Regions from separate parts of the Mus musculus genome. Here all the other regions are linked to region 5. The links are chromatin contacts, called in public HiCAR-type and promoter capture Hi-C maps. All regions are on one chromosome and are shown on one strand. Each heading gives the region's core, a stretch centred on a gene start, on an enhancer-like site or on the middle of the called end of the contact. The rest is flanking DNA. Distances are from core to core; before and after follow the strand shown.

Region 1 (2,790 bases), core at 169-2,668, 2.0 Mb before region 5:
CCTTGAATTTTCTTAAGTGTTGGGGCTGGTACAGAAAGTCAGGTTGGAGAAACATACAAACCAAAGGAGCGCGCCTTTCAGTTACTCATTGGGAACAGAATCAAATCCTTCTGCTCTTAAGAAAAGCACTGGGGCACTTTGGCTCCCACACCAAACATTAATCAAGAGAGTGGCCTACAGATTTGTCCACGGGTCAATCTTTGGCAGGCACTTAACTTGAGTTCCCTCTTTCTGGATCAAGTTGAAAACCAAACTCAACACCAAAAGAATCGACACATACATCAATGATAACTTCCCAATGTGGAGACTATATTGTGGTTAAGTAGAACATTCCTATTTGCCTATTATACATACTAAGCGATAATAGGGCATCAAATTGGCAATTTCCTCACGAGGGCCCCTGCCACTCAGTGAGATACTGGAGATTCACTATCTATCAGCTCTATAATCTGTCTTCACCTCCCTGAACACTGACTCTCCTGGATCCAGGGACAAAAATGAGAAAAGGAATGTGGTTTACGTATTTAGGTAGAAGTTTTAGTTCTTCCGGTTCTAGTGTGAGACCCTGGGCAAGCGATACCCAACACCTTCATTGCAAAATTGAGGCAAGTTAAGGAAGGCTCTGTACGGCCTTGTAATAGTGGACACCTGGATACTTCAATTGCCCAACATCTAATAATGACTAAACCGCAGTACGCCCCTACAAAACCTGACGTTTACTACAAAAGCCAGAATACGAGCATAGGTTCTCCGAGTTAACGAAAGCAAGGATATGTATCACAATCTTGATTTTTTAAAAAGTTCTCCAAGATGGCCCACCAGTCCTGCAAGTGACTGTCCAACGCATAACTCCATACTTGCCTCAAGCGCCTCAGCTACCACGCGCACCAAGCAATGTCCCTCCAGGTGGCCCGCTTCAGCCACACCCGCGGAGATCCAGGTCACGCTGCGATGGGTCCGCAGCACTCTGCGTACACACTCCCTCCACAGGCGGCATACTCTGGGGATGCAAAAGCACAAAGGGTTGCCGCCGGGCGGCCGGTTCCCACCGTCAGCAGCCTCGCAGCGCCAGCTAAGCACTAGGAAACCCGGGCAGAGGTCCCGGCAGAGGCGACCCCGCCACCCTCCGGGACGAAGGTCTCCTCCCGCCCCATTCGCCCTCACCCGGCTACCCGAAGCAGCGCTTTGGCCGGCAGGAAGGTAAACACACGCTCCACCACCTCCGCAAGGTTACTCAGCACGTAGGTGCTTCGCGGATCTGTGGAGGAGGAGACGCCGCCACCGCCGCCTGCCGGCTCCATTCCTCGCCTACCGGCCCGAAGGCCCTACAGAGTCTCAGGGGTACCGGAGCGGCCGGCGCACCACCTACAACCCGAGCTCCCTGAGCAGGCGCGCGCCACTTCCGGTGGGCCGCTTCCGGTACTGGACACGCCGCTGCGGCGGTGCACCGGCCTGCACAGTTCCGCCCGGAAGGGACCGGAGGCAGCCTGGCGTTTAAGCCGGCTGCAAACACTATTTGGTCAATCTGGTTAACTCGTTAGGTCTTAAGTTTTAAGCGAGTAGACATAAATAGCACTCGCCATTCTTTGGCACTATTAATTGCTACAGAAAGCACATGCCAAACCAGATAGATATTTTCACACAGGAGCCATTATTCTTTGGCTCCTGCTGGCTCTTCCCTGCAGGGCTACATACAGAATCACAGGGGATGAAGCCCAACACCATACATTCCCGAACCACAAATGAAAGAACAGTAGAGGCTGCTTCATTTCAACTGAATAGGTTGTCTCCTGACTGAGGGGCACTTTGTCCCCAGCTACTTGGCCTGACCTGGTGCTTCTTGTTTTGGCTTCTAGATCTTTTACACTGTGATAACCCATTAGAACATTTTGAGCTGGACAAGATGATGCATGTTTGCATCTAGCAAGCTGGAGGCAGGAGGGTCAAAAGCCGAAAACAATCTAGACCCTACTGCAAAATATGTAAGATAACACAAAAAAACATGAACAAGCCCTCAACAAGCAGCAGCCACTTTACTCTGGAAACCTTAAGACTTAAGTAGCAAACATGGACGCATCATACAGTCTCCAAAACACCACGATACACTGGGAATGTGTGAAAACTTCAATGCTTCCCGTTAATAAAAAACCCCAGCAGCTCTGGGCTCTCCAGGAGCCCTAAATCCTACTTCTAGAACTTCCAAACTGCTCTGTGGCTCCACTCTTCTCACCAGGCACTGGTTGGGGTGGGGGTGGGGTGCGGGAACATGTTATGACGACTAGGGAATGAACACCAAGGGTCAGTATGTTTAAGAGGAGGACTTCTGAACATTTCCTCAGCTAAGGCAACCTTCAGAAAAAACAACTGTTTCTGAATGAAGTAGGGAGGCTGTACATGGAGACATAACATTCAAACCAAACATGAAACTGGCACAGGAATTTCAGTCAAGGAAAGAAAAGGCTTTCCTTCTGCTGAGATTCTGATGAGATCTACAGATAGTGGTGTGTATAGAGGCCTTGAGTGTACAAGAGGAACTGTGCTAATAGTACCCTAAGAACATTAGAGACATTAATTAAAACAGCACTAGAAACCCACATGTATTTGAATTTAAAGAACGCAGTAAGGGAATGGTTAAAGAAAAACTGAATACACTATGTGTGTACACACCAATTCTAGGTTCCCTATCCCTCTCAGTATCTTCATCTCCACTTCTGAAACCTCCCCACACCCCATCTTCTCTTTAAACAGCCTACACTAGAAATTCAATATAGAGCCTATAGACGCCTGAAT
Region 2 (2,715 bases), core at 188-2,687, 1.1 Mb after region 5:
AGACTACACACATGGGTAGTCTACATCACATAAGTAGATCAGCTGTAGATTTTTTTTCAGCAAGGAATAACTACAATGTCTTATGGTGTTGACATCTGGATTAAATGTTTTCATAATCCTAGCTCACTCAAGAAATAACCTATGCAGCACTCAAGCAAGTAGTCCGTAGGATTATATACGCAGTCATGTGGATCGTGGAAGTAAATCGAGGATACTTATTTAGTATACTTGAGATGTCCTTCAAAATTATCCCAGTATTTCTTGTTAATACTAACATATTCTAGACTTAAATTTGAGTATTACAACTTTGAAATTTTATGAAATACATTTTTAGCAAGTATGTTATAAAAGGTTTTGTTTTTACTTAATTAGATAGCTAACCAGTATCTATAATAAGAGAGTTTTACATTGCTATATTTCATAGCTCAGCTGGTCTGGTCTAATGATTTTAGGTTAAAGTTAGTTTTGTCTAAATGTACATTTTTATGTTACTTCTTTTCACAAACTTAGACCAAATTAGTATTTTATTTTACTATACTTCTAGAGAACTTTTAAAATTAATTCTATTTGTAAACTCATATGCCTTTGATTTTGCTATTTTCACCAGCTCTAAGTTTTATTATCTTGTAACACACTAACAGATACCTTTTTTTGTTGTCTTTTTTTTTTTTTTTTTTTTTTTTTTTTTTTTTTTTCCAAGACGGGCTTTCTTTGTGTAGCCCTGGCTGTCCTGGAACTCACTCTGTAGACCAGGCTGGCCTCGAACTCAGAAATCCGCCTGCCTCTGCCTCTCCAGTGCTGAGATTAAAGGTGTGCGCCACCACGGACCACCGGCCAGCTAACAAATACTTGAAAGTACAGATTTTCCACTGTAGCCAGAGAAATAGATTAACTATAACTTCTGCCTCATTTCACCAGTAACTGATCTATTATAAGAGATTGCTGCAATAGTTAACTGCTACTTTGACACACCTCATTTTCTTTCTCTCTCAAAGAAAGATGAAACACTAATAGACTAATATATAGCCTCAACTTTTTTGGAAACATGCAACTTTTCTACTTTAAAATATAATTGCTTTCATTGTTTTCGTGCATTAAAAACAGAGGCAAGGCTGAAGTCTGCCCAAGCCAGGTGTTTCTTGTTGGCAGCCTGCTCCCTAATGACTGCTCGCATAGAGAGCAGCTGCCTACTAGTCAGCTTTGTATGGCCTATTGTTGCTGCACACCCCTCATTTAATACACATGCTGCCCGGGGCAGACCCAAGAATGACATCAGCTTGCTTATCTTAGGAACCTATGAACCTGACGCAGGGTGCTGAGGTTGTCTTGCATCTGCCTGACTAACTAATTGTGAGCTTTCTGGCCTGTGATTGGCTGTTGCTCCACTCGGTAATAGGTTAAGCAAAGACATTGCCATTCCATCTGTTCAACCACTCATTGTTCTTCTTGCCTGCCTGGAAGTCTGCAGCTAAAATTGTTGTTACTGCTGGAGCTGCCACAGAAACCAATGTCTTTGTATTTTCCTGCTAACGTAAGTATCTATGCTACTTACTGCTTTTAGAAGTTAAACTTTGCTGTAAAGGCTATAATCTCAGCTCTGTGCAGGAGAAGAGGCACCACAAAAGAAAAGGAAAGTGTTGGTGCCAGTATGCTAAGAGAAACTGGTTCTTTCTGAGAATATATCTGTGAGGCAGAGTTTTATATTTGTATGTTTTTGCATACACTTACTTTTAGCTTGTGAATGCGTGTAAGCCTTGGGCATTAAGCAATCCTCGGGAGCTTAGGGCAAGTTATACCCAAGTTCTAATCTCCTGCTAAACAACAAATTTAGATTTTCTCTTGTCAAGTGCTTTTGTTTCTCACGGCATCCCTGTGAAATGCTGGTCAGGTTCAGTGGATTGTTTCTGTGGTGTGAAGAGTCTAGTTTGCAGAGATGGATTGAGACTGATCGCTGTTTCCAACAGCTGCTTTTAAAGGTGATGATTAAGCATTCGGGTGCTTTGTCAACAATGTCAGTATTGGTGTGGGATTTAGTTCCTTTCTCTTTCTTTTCCTCTTCTGTTAATTTCAGATATCAGGTTGAAGATGCCATCCCAGTTAGTTTCAAGAGTTCTGTAATGGGGAGCTGATAAGTAGACAAAGACTTTCATCTGTCAGTTGGGAGGGAACGAAAGAACATAAAGGGTTAAAGAGAGGTTTTCGTTTCTACCACATGCCCCATTGTGTGAACATATGCATAAGTCTATTGAAAGTTTTCAGAAGATAGGCAGGCCACCAGTTGCTGGTCTCCTGCAGTTCCAGTAGACATCTGTTGCCCCAGAACATTAACCAATCTGTTCAAAGGAACATCCTTCCTTTGTTAGCTAGAGGGGTGCAGACAACAGTGCTCACTCAAGTACAATGGTAATTAAATACGGGAAGACCATAGCAGTAGGTATTTATTACATATTCATTATTTTACTCTCATTGTTCTCTAGTATAACCATTTGGATAGCAACCAGAACCTACTTTCATGCATTGTGACTTTACAAACAAATAATTTGATGTAGCAAGTTTATGGCCTAATATTCCTGGTCACTATCGTGCTCTTTAGAATGATAAAAACAAGCTTTACCCAGGTTAAGGTGAGTTGTTATCCAAGTTGCCTATTGAGAACTAGCAAACAATCTTTTTACTAAATAGAGGAATTCCAGTAGATGCAATAAATTTCAGATC
Region 3 (2,771 bases), core at 19-2,518, 1.3 Mb before region 5:
TGCCCTCTTCTGGTGTGTCTGAAGAGAGCAATGGTGTACTCATTAAAAAAAAAAAAAAAAAAAAAAGAGTAGAACAACACGGCCCCAAAGTGATGTAAGCCAGGCAAAACTGGACAATACTGGTATGTCGCTTTTGTTTGTTTTTTTTTTTGGTGGTGCTAGGGACTGAACCCAGGGCCTCATGAATGTTAGGCTAGCTCTCTGCCACTACACTATTTCTCAGCTAAATTGCTTTTAGTTACTATATTCTGTTTTCTGAGATATAGTCTCATGTACTACAAGTTGGCCTGAATCAGCTAAGGATAACCCTGAACTTCTGATCTTCCTGCCTCTGTCTCGAGGGCTGGGATTACAGGAGACCATACTCATGTAGCTAATCTCAGTTTTGGCAGCCCATGATGGACTTGCCTCCCAGCGGAGCCACCAGGAGCCTTTGACTCAGGTTTCATGCAGCCCAGCTGTCCCAAGAATAGACAGTAAGGACAACTCCATTGCTAGTAGCCTTCCTTGTGGGCCACTGATAGGTCCCAGAGTTGCCAGGACTCCTGAACTTCCGTGTGTCTGGAGGGCTTTTCCTAGCGGTCACCTTGATGGGGCGGCTGAAGATAGCCAATCGTTTAGGAGGGTATTGGTTAACCTCCTCTACCCTGCCTGCATTATTAAATTTCGTGAAGGCCTCACTTAGCAGAGTGGATGTAGGGAGTGATCTAGTTACTTTCCTTAAGGTCTTGAACCAACTGAGTAGTGTAACCTATTGTTACCAGAGCCCATTCCTCTGCTGAGGTAGAGTTTGCTTCGTCTGTTTCCTTTTTTAAAAAGTTATTTTATGATTTGAGTGTTTGACTGCGTGTATGTCGGCTTTTTGAGGATGGACCTGACTTGGGTAATCCCGCAAGCTCAACAACACACCTATTCTCAGTCTAGGATCAGAGGCCGGAGGATTGTGCCTGTTCTACCACACTAATCCATGGGATTTTCAGGCTCACAATCGCCAGGACCGACCCGGGGTGCCAGTCAGTGTGCTGGTTGGAACGGGAGGCGCACTCAGTGTCCAGTAGTCAGGCGGCCCTATGAGGCCACCGCTTGGCCACCTCAGTGTGCTGCAGCAGCATAGACTGAGCAGGCCTCTGTCTCCAGGGAGAAGTCACCTCTCGGGCCCCGCCTCCTTCCACCAGGCTGCGCCTCCGCCCCAATCCGGCCCCCGCCCCCGCCTAGGCCCGCCCCGCCCCCGGCCCCGCCTTTGCCTCCCAGCCCCTGCACCCCTCCCACTGAACTGCGGGACCCAGCGGAGCGGGCCAGGCTAGGCTGGCGACGCTGCCCGCTCCCGGGCTGGCAAGGGCCGCGGGCACCGGGCTCGGGGCTCCAGACGCCGCCGATGGGAAGCAGCACTCGAAAGGGCGAGAGACGACGCCGCGGCCACCCATACCATCGCGGTCACCATGGGGAACAAGCAGACCATCTTCACTGAAGAGCAGCTGGACAACTACCAGGTGAAGCCGGCGCGCCGCGGCCCCTGTAGTCCTCCTTTTTGTCCTTTTCCCAGGCCTCGCAAAAGCGGACTCACAGAGGTTCAAACCCTGCCGCTACCTTCAGCGCGCAGCGTCGCCTTAGGTGGATGACTTCCCCTTGACGAGCCTCAGTTTCCCAGGCCCGGGAATGTTAGAACATTCCAGTTAGAGTATTCTGTCAGATGCGCCTCACCCACCCCGTCTTCTCTTCCTTATTGACCTTCTTTCTGCCCTCCCAAGCTAGACCCCAGTCATTTCTTCCAGCCCACTGGGCATGACCCTCATCCCAGAAAGGGCTTGGTGTAGGGGGAGGACAAGAGGCCCCAAATGCAGGTTACAGGTTGGGGTGTGTTGTTTATATAACTACGTACCCACATCTCTTAACCTATTTTGTGATCCTAGTAGCCCTTTCACCCCGGATTCTTCCAAGTTCAGAGCTAGCTGTCCATATCAATGATCTCACAGCCCCCAGCCATGTGAAAACTTTTCTGTAGGTATGCGAGGGAACCTTATCTCCGGGCTGGCCCAGAGTCTTGCTCAGTTGCTTTAGCTCACCATGTAATGTCTCCGGACTTTCAGGGAACAACAGCTGTGGAGTCTTCTTTTTATCGCCTAATAGGTTAGGAGTGTTATGTCATATGTATTCCTATCTTAGATGTGTGCAACTTTTGTGAATATTCAGTTAGCGTGGAGCGGTTACCTCCAGTGTGACCCAAGTGATAGGATATGTATTGAGAAGAGCTCTAGTGGACAGGGGAGGTCAATAGCTCTTGGTTTGACTAGAAGGTTCAGAAAGAGTGCAGAGCTTGCATGAGGACTTGGGAAGTCAGGATTTTTTTTTCTGCCAGAAAGTTCTGGAAGGAGGCGTTTTAAGTGGAGGTAGATGCAGGCAAAATAGCCCAAACCCAGGAGAGAAGAGTGGTCTGGGGAGAGTGGGGAGCCTGCATCCCCATTAGGACCAGCCCGGCATTGGGTCAGACCCAGTCCAGTGTTGAGTTCTGATCCTTTGCCAGGGCCCAGCTAGACCCTGCCAGGGGAAGGAGAGCCATGAAACACGAGAGCCCCACATCTCCTTTCCTCTGGCTCTCTAGCATGCCCAACCCGGGCCGCATGGGGGCCCCAGGGTTACATTCCCTTTTCCAAGTAACTCTGGGCTTCCTGGAACTTCGCAGTCTGGTGGTCTTCCCTCCCTGAGGCCAGATGCCCGGTTTCCTGCTCGCCAGATGCCCCTGCAAGATGCCCAAAGTTTCGGCTACCGCCCTG
Region 4 (2,700 bases), core at 30-2,529, 1.7 Mb before region 5:
ACGGAAGACCCCATTCAACTCCCTCTACCCCTTTGGTTTCATTTTCTTCCATGTCAGGCTGTGAGCTTCAAACAAGCCATAATGTTCCCAGGCAAAAGTTAAAGGAAACGTGTCATGAACTCACCATGGTTTCTGAACTTTATGTTGATTCCTGTGAAAAGAAAACAGGATCATTAATAACAAAACCCCCACAATTTTAAGAAGTGTCTTCCACTGTTAATACCACTTGATCCACACCATCACTCAGCTAACATGAACTGCACCACCACTGGGACCTATACAGATGCTGGGCCACCACAATAAAGGTAAACCATGGTGTCCTGAAAAGCTCAGAATCTAGCAGCCAGGTATGACAGACAAAGATTATAAAGCAACATGGAAGAGACATTCAGGGTGGGGAGGGAAAGCAGAATCGACAGCAAGTAAGATTTTAGGAAACCAATACAGATAATGAGAGTAAATTAGAGGTGGGAGAGGCAAAGGTAAGTTGAAAAGCCTCAAGTCAAAGAAAAAGAATTGTGAAGGGGTGAAGGAAGGGCATTCCAAGTAGAGCAGGCTGAGAAAGGTTAACAAAGTGGATAATTCACATGGTCCTAAATTTGGGGGTGTAGGGGTTAGGTGGTAAACCTGGTCCTTATTTCCGTTTCTTCGAAAGACAGCAATGGAAACTCTGCCTTAGTAGAAAAATGGCAGTTCAATTCCTATGTTGCCAAATGGGATATAAGGAAGGCATCGTGGCTGGAAAGCTAAGCAGACATTTGAAGGGTCTGCGCGCCCAGATGTTAGAAAACACCTTTATCTTACTTAAGACCGCTTCACCGACGGGCTGGATTCAAGGACCACGGGAAGTGACATTTTAGAAGAGTCGTCAGGCCTAAGGAGAGTTAACCTGCCAGGAGTCGGTTCCAACATGTAGGAGAAACAGAAAGGTGGCCCTGAGCACAGCAGCCAGGAGGCCACGGCGGGTTTCGGATTCGACTGTGAACACAGCTACCTCCACGCCTGGCGCCGGCGCTACAAGACTTGGACTTTCCCCCGCAGCGCCACTTTCCCGAATTGACTCTCTGGGCCGCAGCCGCCCCCACCCCTCGCACCGGCCCGGAGGGTCTCAGAGCCCAGGCGAGCCGTCAAGGCCCCGCGGGGATACCCGACGGCGGCCGGCGGGGACCAGTCCCTGGCAGGCCGGTCACCGAGGAGGCGGGTGCAAAGTCATCGTGCCCACGGCTCCTCGGTGGCGGCCGCGGGCCTGGGCCGTGGTCTCCACGCAGATGGCCCCCGCCCGGGAGACAGACACCTCGACTCCGCGGCCCCTAAAGGACTGAGCCTCACCAGAGGAAGACGGTGAGGGTGCAGATCAGCGCCTCTTTACTCAGCTGGAGAAGAACCAACCCGGATGGCCAAGCATCCGCGGCGAATATGGCTCCCGCGCGTGCGCAGGACTGCGAGGGGGCGGGGCGGGGCGGGAGGACGCGGAAGTTCTCCCAGTGCTGGGGCGGGCTCAGTCTGCCCACGTGGACTGTGCAGAAGCACAACCTCGGCTTTGGCTGCGGTCTGTATTAGAGGAGGACTGGAGGGAGGAGGGAAGCGTCTATACCGTGGAGAGTGGAACCAGATTCCTCCTACGCTTTGCACTCCACTTTCGTTTTCTCTTCTGTACCATTCTAATGGAGGCCAGAGTAGCAACTGTATAGACAAATCAAATCGTTTACTCTTCCAGTCTTGCCCCTTAACAGTTTTTCCTTTGTTCTTCCTCTTAGCCTCATTTTCTCCTTTCTCAGATCCAACTCTTTAATTGGGATAACTTTTGTTCTAAGTTTAAGACTTCTCTTCGCCGGGCAGTGGTGGTGCACGCCTTTAATCCCTGCACTTGGGAGGCTGAGGCAGGCGGATTTCTGAGTTCGAGGCCAGCATGGTCTACAGAGTGAGTTCCAGGACAGCCAGGGGTACACAGAGAAACCCTGTCTCGGACAAAAGAAAAAAAAAAAAAAAAAAAAAAAAAAAAAAAAAAAAACGAAAAAAAGACTTCTCTTCATCCATTTCTCCTTTCCAATCTTACCTAGTTTTTGTGCCTATGTTGGGGGTTGAAGAGCTAGTGGGTTGACTATGTACAGGGCCTTTGTCTTCTGTGTAGGCAAAACGGTTGGATCTGGGTTTCTTAAAGGGGGAAGCTTAGAAATTTAGTTGCATGTAGACGGGACCTGGCCTGTACTCAGGACCTGGTTTGCCCTGTAAATTCCAAGCCAGCCAGGGATATATAGTGAGACTGTTTTAAAAATGAGAGAGAGAGAGAAAAAAAGACCAAAAGGTAAAATATCCATACAATGCAGCATATATTTAATTTCAAACAGAAATTAGCAATATTTGCAATAGGAATTTAGTGGAGAATCTCTCTTAGCAAGAACAATCAAGAGAAACTTGCAGAGTTCCATTGTATAACAGGATAAACACTGATTTGGAATGAGACCCAAGTTCCAGCCCATTTTTCTGGTCCTGATTGGCCAAGTTAAATAAAAACCTCAAATATGAGTATCCTAAGTGTTTCACATGTGAATGATCTCATGTACTGCCCCCATGTGTGTGGGTGTGGGTGTGGGTGTGTAAAAACAAGGAAGGAAAGGCAGCAGGATGGGATTTTGTAGTGATTAGGAACAGGGGTAACAGCCCAAAGACCTAATTCAAGATCTAAGCCTGAGCTCCCTT
Region 5 (2,700 bases), core at 184-2,683:
TTGGTGGCACACACCTTTAATCCCAGCACTTGGGAGGCACTTGGGAGGCAGAGGGATTTCTTAGTTCGAGGCCAGCCTGGTCTACAAAGTGAGTTCCAGGACAGCTATACAGAGAAACCCTGTCTCGAAAAACAAAACAAAACAAAACAAAAAAAGTGTAGTGATGGAAAATATGAAAAAAAATCTTGGTTTAACTTATAGCTATAGTCATAGTCGTGGAAATAAACATTTACTTAACTTAAAAATCATTATAGCTGGGCAGTGGTGGCACACGCCTTTAATCCCAGCACTTGGGAGGCAGAGGTAGGTGGATTTCTGAGTTCGAGGCCAGCCTGGTCTACAGAGTGAGTTCCAGAACAGCCAGTGCTACACAGAGAAACCCTGTCTTGAAAAAAAAAATCACTATAAAATATACAATGTGAATATTCAGTTAAGGCCACCCAGTTGTTAAAACTGAGAGTAAATGTGATGGTTTGAATAAGAATGATTTCCATAGGCTCATATATTTGGAGTCACAGTTTCAAAACTTTGGAGTTTCAAAAGTCCATGCCAGGCACAGTGTCGCTGTTCATGCGTGCGTACGTGCGTGTGCGTGCGCACGCAGGTGTGTGTGTGTGTGTCTGTGTGTCTGTGTCCTGCCTATGGATCAGGATGCAGCTCTTAGGTACTGCTCCAGTGCCCACCTGGATGCTGGCATGCCTTCCCTGTCATGATGATAATGGACTAAACCTGTGAAACTGTAAGCCAGCCCAGTTAAATGATGCTTCTTTCTATAAAAGTTGCCTTGGTCATGGTGTCTCTTCACAGTAATAGTTCAGTGACTAACACAGTAATCATCTCAGGGTTTGGTTTTTGTTTTGTTTTGTTTTGTTTGTTTTTGACACTTTGTAAGATAAATGGTGATTGATGTTTAGGATGCTCTCCAGAGGCATCTTTACGATGTCTATGTGTAAGTGTATTTTTCTGTATTATGTAACTTTTTGTTAATTGAAAAGTTTGCTTTAAAGCATTTTGAGTCAACACGGTGGCATTTAACTGAAATTAGAGTATTCAGGAGGCAGGTGAATTCTTATAAATTTGAGGCCAGTCTGATCTACAAAGTAACTACGACCTACATACTCTATAACGTATAGCAGTGTACTCGCGAATGTTGGGCACACTTGAATCCAGAGTAAATGAAAAGCAGTACTTTACGCTGAGTATGACTTCACCATACTAGCAATAAGCAGTGTACTTGCGCTGTTTCCGGAAGCCCCAAGCACTCTCGGAAGCAGTGGAGCACGCCCAGTTCCTCCGTGCACGCTTTCCCCTGGCGTCTTAAGATCGCCCCGCCCAGCGGAAGCCAAATCACCAATCATCGTCCGCGCATTGCCTGTCGTCATTAATGTGTGCCCACTCTCCCCAGCTTGGGGGCGGGTTCCCGGACTTGCGCGTGCGCCCCTGCGCCTTCTCCACACGCTGGTTTCGCGTCTTCCGTGCTGTGCCTTGAGGAGCGAGGAGGCTCCCGTGTAGCGGCGTCGTGGGTCCTGGCAGCCCCCGCCATGGGCAAAACGGTTGCTTCTCTGGGTCAGGGAACCCGACCCGACCCGGTGCGGAGCTTTAATCGCTGGAAGAAAAAACACAGCCACAGGCAGCACCAAAAGAAGGAGCGGAGGAAGCAGCTAAAGAAGCCGGAATGGCAGGTCGAGCGCGAGGGGATCAGCCGCCTCATGCAAAACTACGAGAAGGTGAGGTGGGCTCGGGGCACGTTCGGCGGGGCTCTGGGGAGCGAGGGTGGGTGCAGCCCGGAGGTGTTGCCGCTGTGGTGGACTTAGGGTCAGGGTGGTGTGGGAAAGGGGCGGACCCGGCCAACGGGGCCTCACTAGTGGTCTGTTGGGTGTCGCTACCCAGGTCTGACTCTTCTACTTTCCGCAGTGCTGGGAAAAGTGATAGAAATGCGGTGACACTCCGGGTAGGGACATGTGGTGCAGCAGTGGTGACAGAACAGAGAGGCAATAGTGACCGCTGTGGAAAGAACCTAGCGGATGGAGTGAGAGCCTTCAGTAGAGTGCTAGCCCAACACGCAGGAAGTCCTGGGTTCAATCCCCAGCTCCACATAAACCGGGCACATATTGAGCACTAAGGAGGTGGAGGCAGGGGGATCAGAGGTGCAAAGTCATCCAAGGCTTTATAGCAAGTTCGAGGTCAGTCAGTGATACGTGAAACTTGGTCTCAAAAATGAAATAAATAAGCTAAAATCTGGAGTGATGTAAGAAAACGCTGTTGTTCGTGGGAAATGTTTAAAATAATAGAAATATCTTTAAGTACTCTCCATGTTTTATATTCTTTGCCCCTATCTTGAGGTGTGGATGGATCCTAGTAGTCCATTTAACGGATAAGAACTGTAGAGTTTGGAGAGGATAAGAAACTGGCCCTAATTTCCCACATCTAGTAGTGTGGAATTGGAACCTAGACCTGTGTCTGTTTCCACAGCTCTCGATCTTTAAGTTGGGAATTGGCTCTGTCCCTTAGCATCATCTTTTGTTCTTTGTCTCATTGTCTTCATGGTTTTCACCAAGAATCAGTGGAAAGACAATGGAATGTGTTTGCCTCTTCCTGACATCAGCATCTTGTAGCCAGTGTTCCTAGATGAGTAGTCTCATAGTTAACACTTAGACAAGCTGGCGTGTTTTCCTGCCCTAGGTGTCTGCCCCTTAGGAA
Region 6 (2,700 bases), core at 161-2,660, 1.7 Mb before region 5:
TGGGTGTGGTAGCTCACATCTGCTATCCTGCCAATCCAGAGACAGGACAATAAGATTGCTGCTAGTTGAAGGTCAGTCCAGACTACCTATTGAGTTCCAAGCTAGCCCCGGCTACTGTGAGAGACTTTGTCTCAAAAAGAAAAAGCTATTAAAATTGAAGACTGTTGAAGGCAATTGGTGAAGGCCAATCTCCAGAAAACATCCCCATGTCCTTAAAGGGGGCTTGTTAATTATCTCTTTGAAGAGTCCTATTTGTTAAAGCAAAGTCCTGTTTACAAAGTACTGTTGGCAGGTCTGGTCACAGGACAACCTGGTACCAAACAGTTACTGAGCTGTGAAAAGTCCTAGCACCAGCTGGGCAGCCAACCTCCGTAACTTTAGCCACACTGCCTCTAAAAGAGTTCAACGAAGAATTTTGAGCCTTTTTGCTGAATATAGAAAGAACTCCACAACCTGAAAAAAAAGGACACACATTGAAACATGCTACTGAAAGCAAATACACATAAAGAAAAAACTTAAAAAATAAAAATAGAACAACAGAGACATCCATTTTCATCAAATGCGCCCCATGTGTGGAGAGAGTGGAGAGCGAATCGAAATCTATATAGATGTTAGTATACTTCTTGTCAACAATATTTAGAGCCGGAAACAAACAAACAAACAAACAAACAAAAACAACCTCAAACAGTAAGGACTTCTAAGCAGGAGGTTTGCACCAGACTCCATAATTTTTCGCTGCATGAGAGGGGAATGGAGAGGGAGTGGATCTTACACTCTGCACTTGGTGAAAAGTACACAAGAATAAAATAATAATAATACATAAACTAGTCTTTCCTCTCACCTTCTCCTAAAGTGTTACAAAGTCTTTGTGACTTCTGCCTTAGCACTTTCTCCACGTCTGTCTTCGACGACCCCTCTGCTGTGAGCTTCCAGGCTTGGGAAGCAGGCAGTGATGTTCCCTGCACTTATTTCGTGAGTTGCCTCCACTCACAGCTCACGGGCTGCAGGAACTCTACACTCCAAGGGCGATTGGAAGCAAGACTCACTTCCAGGGGGTCTTGCTGAGGAGCGAAAGACGCCGATGGGAGGGAGGTGGCCCACAACCCGTTCCCGGCCTGTCTCAGGTCCAGAGGAGCCTTAGGATGGCTTCCACCCCCAAACCATGCAGGCCCGCGGAGGGTGGGACCCTCAAAACTGCGCACTGAAATCTCAGCAGGGCTGGGGCTGGGCAGTGACCTGCCGCGTCAGCACGCAGTGAGTTTGAGGAGCGCAAGGGTTGCAGGAGCCCGCCGCCGCTTCTCGGGGATGTCCCCTCAGAGAGACCCTTGACTCGCTTCAGTCTCTTCCACCTCCTCTCACGCACAGCGACCGGACGTCCTGAGGCCGATTGCTCTCTCCCCTCAGTCAGCTAGTGGTTGCGGTGCAGGAGGTGGGGCCGGACCCGCCGCCGCTGCGAGCCCCGCCTTCCTATTGGCTCCTCCCACATCCCTCCGCCCAGTCAGTACACACTACTGACAGTTCTGGCCCAACCCTCTCCATCCCACCAATAGAGTTCAGAGATCTGGCTTCTGATTGGCTGTCTGGAATCCGACAACCTTGTCAATCTCGGCTCTCTAGTCAAAACTCGTTTCTGATTGGCTCTCAAGTAGCCAATTAGTAGGCCTTGGGGTTTGAGTGGTATCTGTCAATTCTCACCAGGTTGGCTTAGTCCTGGCAGCGACTTGGAGCACAAGTCTGTCAGCAAGCTGCCAGGAGAGATAGCATCTTGCCTTTCTTTCCTCACTCCATCCAGCTCTTTCTAGAAGAGAGTATCCTGAAGGCCATCTTCATAGAGGTTGACTAGAGGTTCATTCTCCCCAGAAAGGAATCCTGGTTCTGAAACTACAAGGATCGGTCCCTCTCTGTGAGGAAATGGGGCTCGCTGTCTTTGTACTAGCATGTCCCAATCTGAAAAGGCTTCATTTATTAAACAGACCTACACTGTCTGTGCTGGCGGGAACTGAAGTCTAAAGGGCATAGACCCTTACTTAACCAGACCGTGCTTACCAACTCCCAGTTCAGGATCTAGGCGGTAGCACCAGTTTTTAAGCGGGGTAACGAAGTACAATAGAGAGAGAGAGAGAAAGAAAGCAGCATCCTCAGGCAGCTTGTAGGGTCTCAAAGCCCATGCCAACAGCGACTCGTTTCCTCCAAGGCCACACCCACTCCAGAAAGGCCACACCTCCAAATAGTGCCACTCCCTGGGTCAAGCATATTCAAACCACCACACTAAGCCACATAGCTGGATGCCTTCCTCCAGCTAAGCAGGACCTTTTTGATAGACCAGAGCACTCCCTGCTGGAAGAGTCCTGTACACCTGTCACTCAGGTTTGCAATTTGCTCTCCTTATGTTATGGTGCTGTATGCATATCTCACTTGTTTTTTCTTGTTCTGGCATACTCATGGGTGCTATCGTTACTCTGATGATGATGATGAATGATTGTTGTTGTTGTTGTTTCCGAGACAGGGTTTCTCTGTATAGCCGTGGCTGTCCTGGAACTCACTTTGTAGACCAGGCTGGACTCGAACTCAGAAATCTGCCTGCCTCTGCCTCCCAAGTGCTGGGATTATTAACTCGGATAGTCTCTCCAATCCCCGTCAACACCTATCGTAATGAGAAATTTCCTTTGCCCCCTTTAGAAATATGTTTATCTGTTTTTC

Evidence for each region. Promoter capture Hi-C pulls out the DNA fragments that hold promoters and counts their contacts. HiCAR-type assays count read pairs that join an accessible place to other places. Capture Hi-C pulls out chosen DNA fragments and counts their contacts.
Region 1: a promoter capture Hi-C map of erythroid cells shows a contact between it and region 5, with 32 times the contacts expected there. The contact joins the promoter of Fbxo22 here to the promoter of Ddx10 in region 5. A contact is called at or near these places in 2 of 39 promoter capture datasets (erythroid cells and pre-B cells).
Region 2: a HiCAR-type map of astrocytes shows a contact between it and region 5, with 2.1 times the contacts expected there. The contact joins the promoter of Zc3h12c here to the promoter of Ddx10 in region 5. A contact is called at or near these places in 5 of 39 promoter capture datasets (cranial neural crest, liver, neural stem cells and 2 more), 1 of 484 Hi-C or Micro-C datasets (nephron progenitors), 9 of 115 datasets of contacts at active chromatin or transcription factors (SST interneurons, astrocytes, embryonic forebrain and 5 more) and 2 of 9 other capture datasets (adipose tissue and embryonic stem cells).
Region 3: a promoter capture Hi-C map of pre-B cells shows a contact between it and region 5, with 3 times the contacts expected there. The contact joins the promoter of Cib2 here to the promoter of Ddx10 in region 5. A contact is called at or near these places in 2 of 39 promoter capture datasets (liver and pre-B cells).
Region 4: a promoter capture Hi-C map of erythroid cells shows a contact between it and region 5, with 23 times the contacts expected there. The contact joins the promoter of AY074887 here to the promoter of Ddx10 in region 5. A contact is called at or near these places in 2 of 39 promoter capture datasets (erythroid cells and pre-B cells), 2 of 484 Hi-C or Micro-C datasets (B cells and CD4 T cells) and 1 of 9 other capture datasets (liver).
Region 6: a promoter capture Hi-C map of liver shows a contact between it and region 5, with 2.7 times the contacts expected there. The contact joins the promoter of Hykk here to the promoter of Ddx10 in region 5. A contact is called at or near these places in 1 of 39 promoter capture datasets (pre-B cells) and 1 of 9 other capture datasets (liver).

Annotation. Positions count from the first base shown.
Region 1 is chr9:55,207,563-55,210,352 of GRCm38.p6, reverse strand. Fbxo22 (F-box protein 22) reads right to left here and starts at 1,418. Exons shown (of 7, transcript NM_028049.2): 1 at 1,165-1,418; 2 at 862-1,000. The coding sequence starts at 1,301.
Region 2 is chr9:52,148,085-52,150,799 of GRCm38.p6, reverse strand. It overlaps Zc3h12c (zinc finger CCCH type containing 12C), which reads left to right and starts at 1,437. Exons shown (of 6, transcript NM_001368810.1): 1 at 1,437-1,531. The coding sequence starts at 1,508.
Region 3 is chr9:54,558,687-54,561,457 of GRCm38.p6, reverse strand. Cib2 (calcium and integrin binding family member 2) reads left to right here and starts at 1,268. Exons shown (of 6, transcript NM_019686.6): 1 at 1,268-1,490. The coding sequence starts at 1,440.
Region 4 is chr9:54,949,533-54,952,232 of GRCm38.p6, reverse strand. It overlaps AY074887 (cDNA sequence AY074887), which reads left to right and starts at 1,279. Exons shown (of 1, transcript NM_145229.2): 1 at 1,279-1,989. The coding sequence starts at 1,394. The coding sequence ends at 1,792. It overlaps Hykk (hydroxylysine kinase 1), which reads right to left. Exons shown (of 5, transcript NM_177351.4): 5 at 2,309-2,700. Psma4 (proteasome subunit alpha 4) reads right to left here and starts at 1,374. Exons shown (of 9, transcript NM_011966.3): 1 at 1,330-1,374; 2 at 125-151. The coding sequence starts at 127.
Region 5 is chr9:53,246,845-53,249,544 of GRCm38.p6, reverse strand. It overlaps Ddx10 (DEAD box helicase 10), which reads left to right and starts at 1,433. Exons shown (of 18, transcript NM_029936.2): 1 at 1,433-1,727. The coding sequence starts at 1,542.
Region 6 is chr9:54,916,000-54,918,699 of GRCm38.p6, reverse strand. Hykk (hydroxylysine kinase 1) reads right to left here and starts at 1,410. Exons shown (of 5, transcript NM_177351.4): 1 at 842-1,410.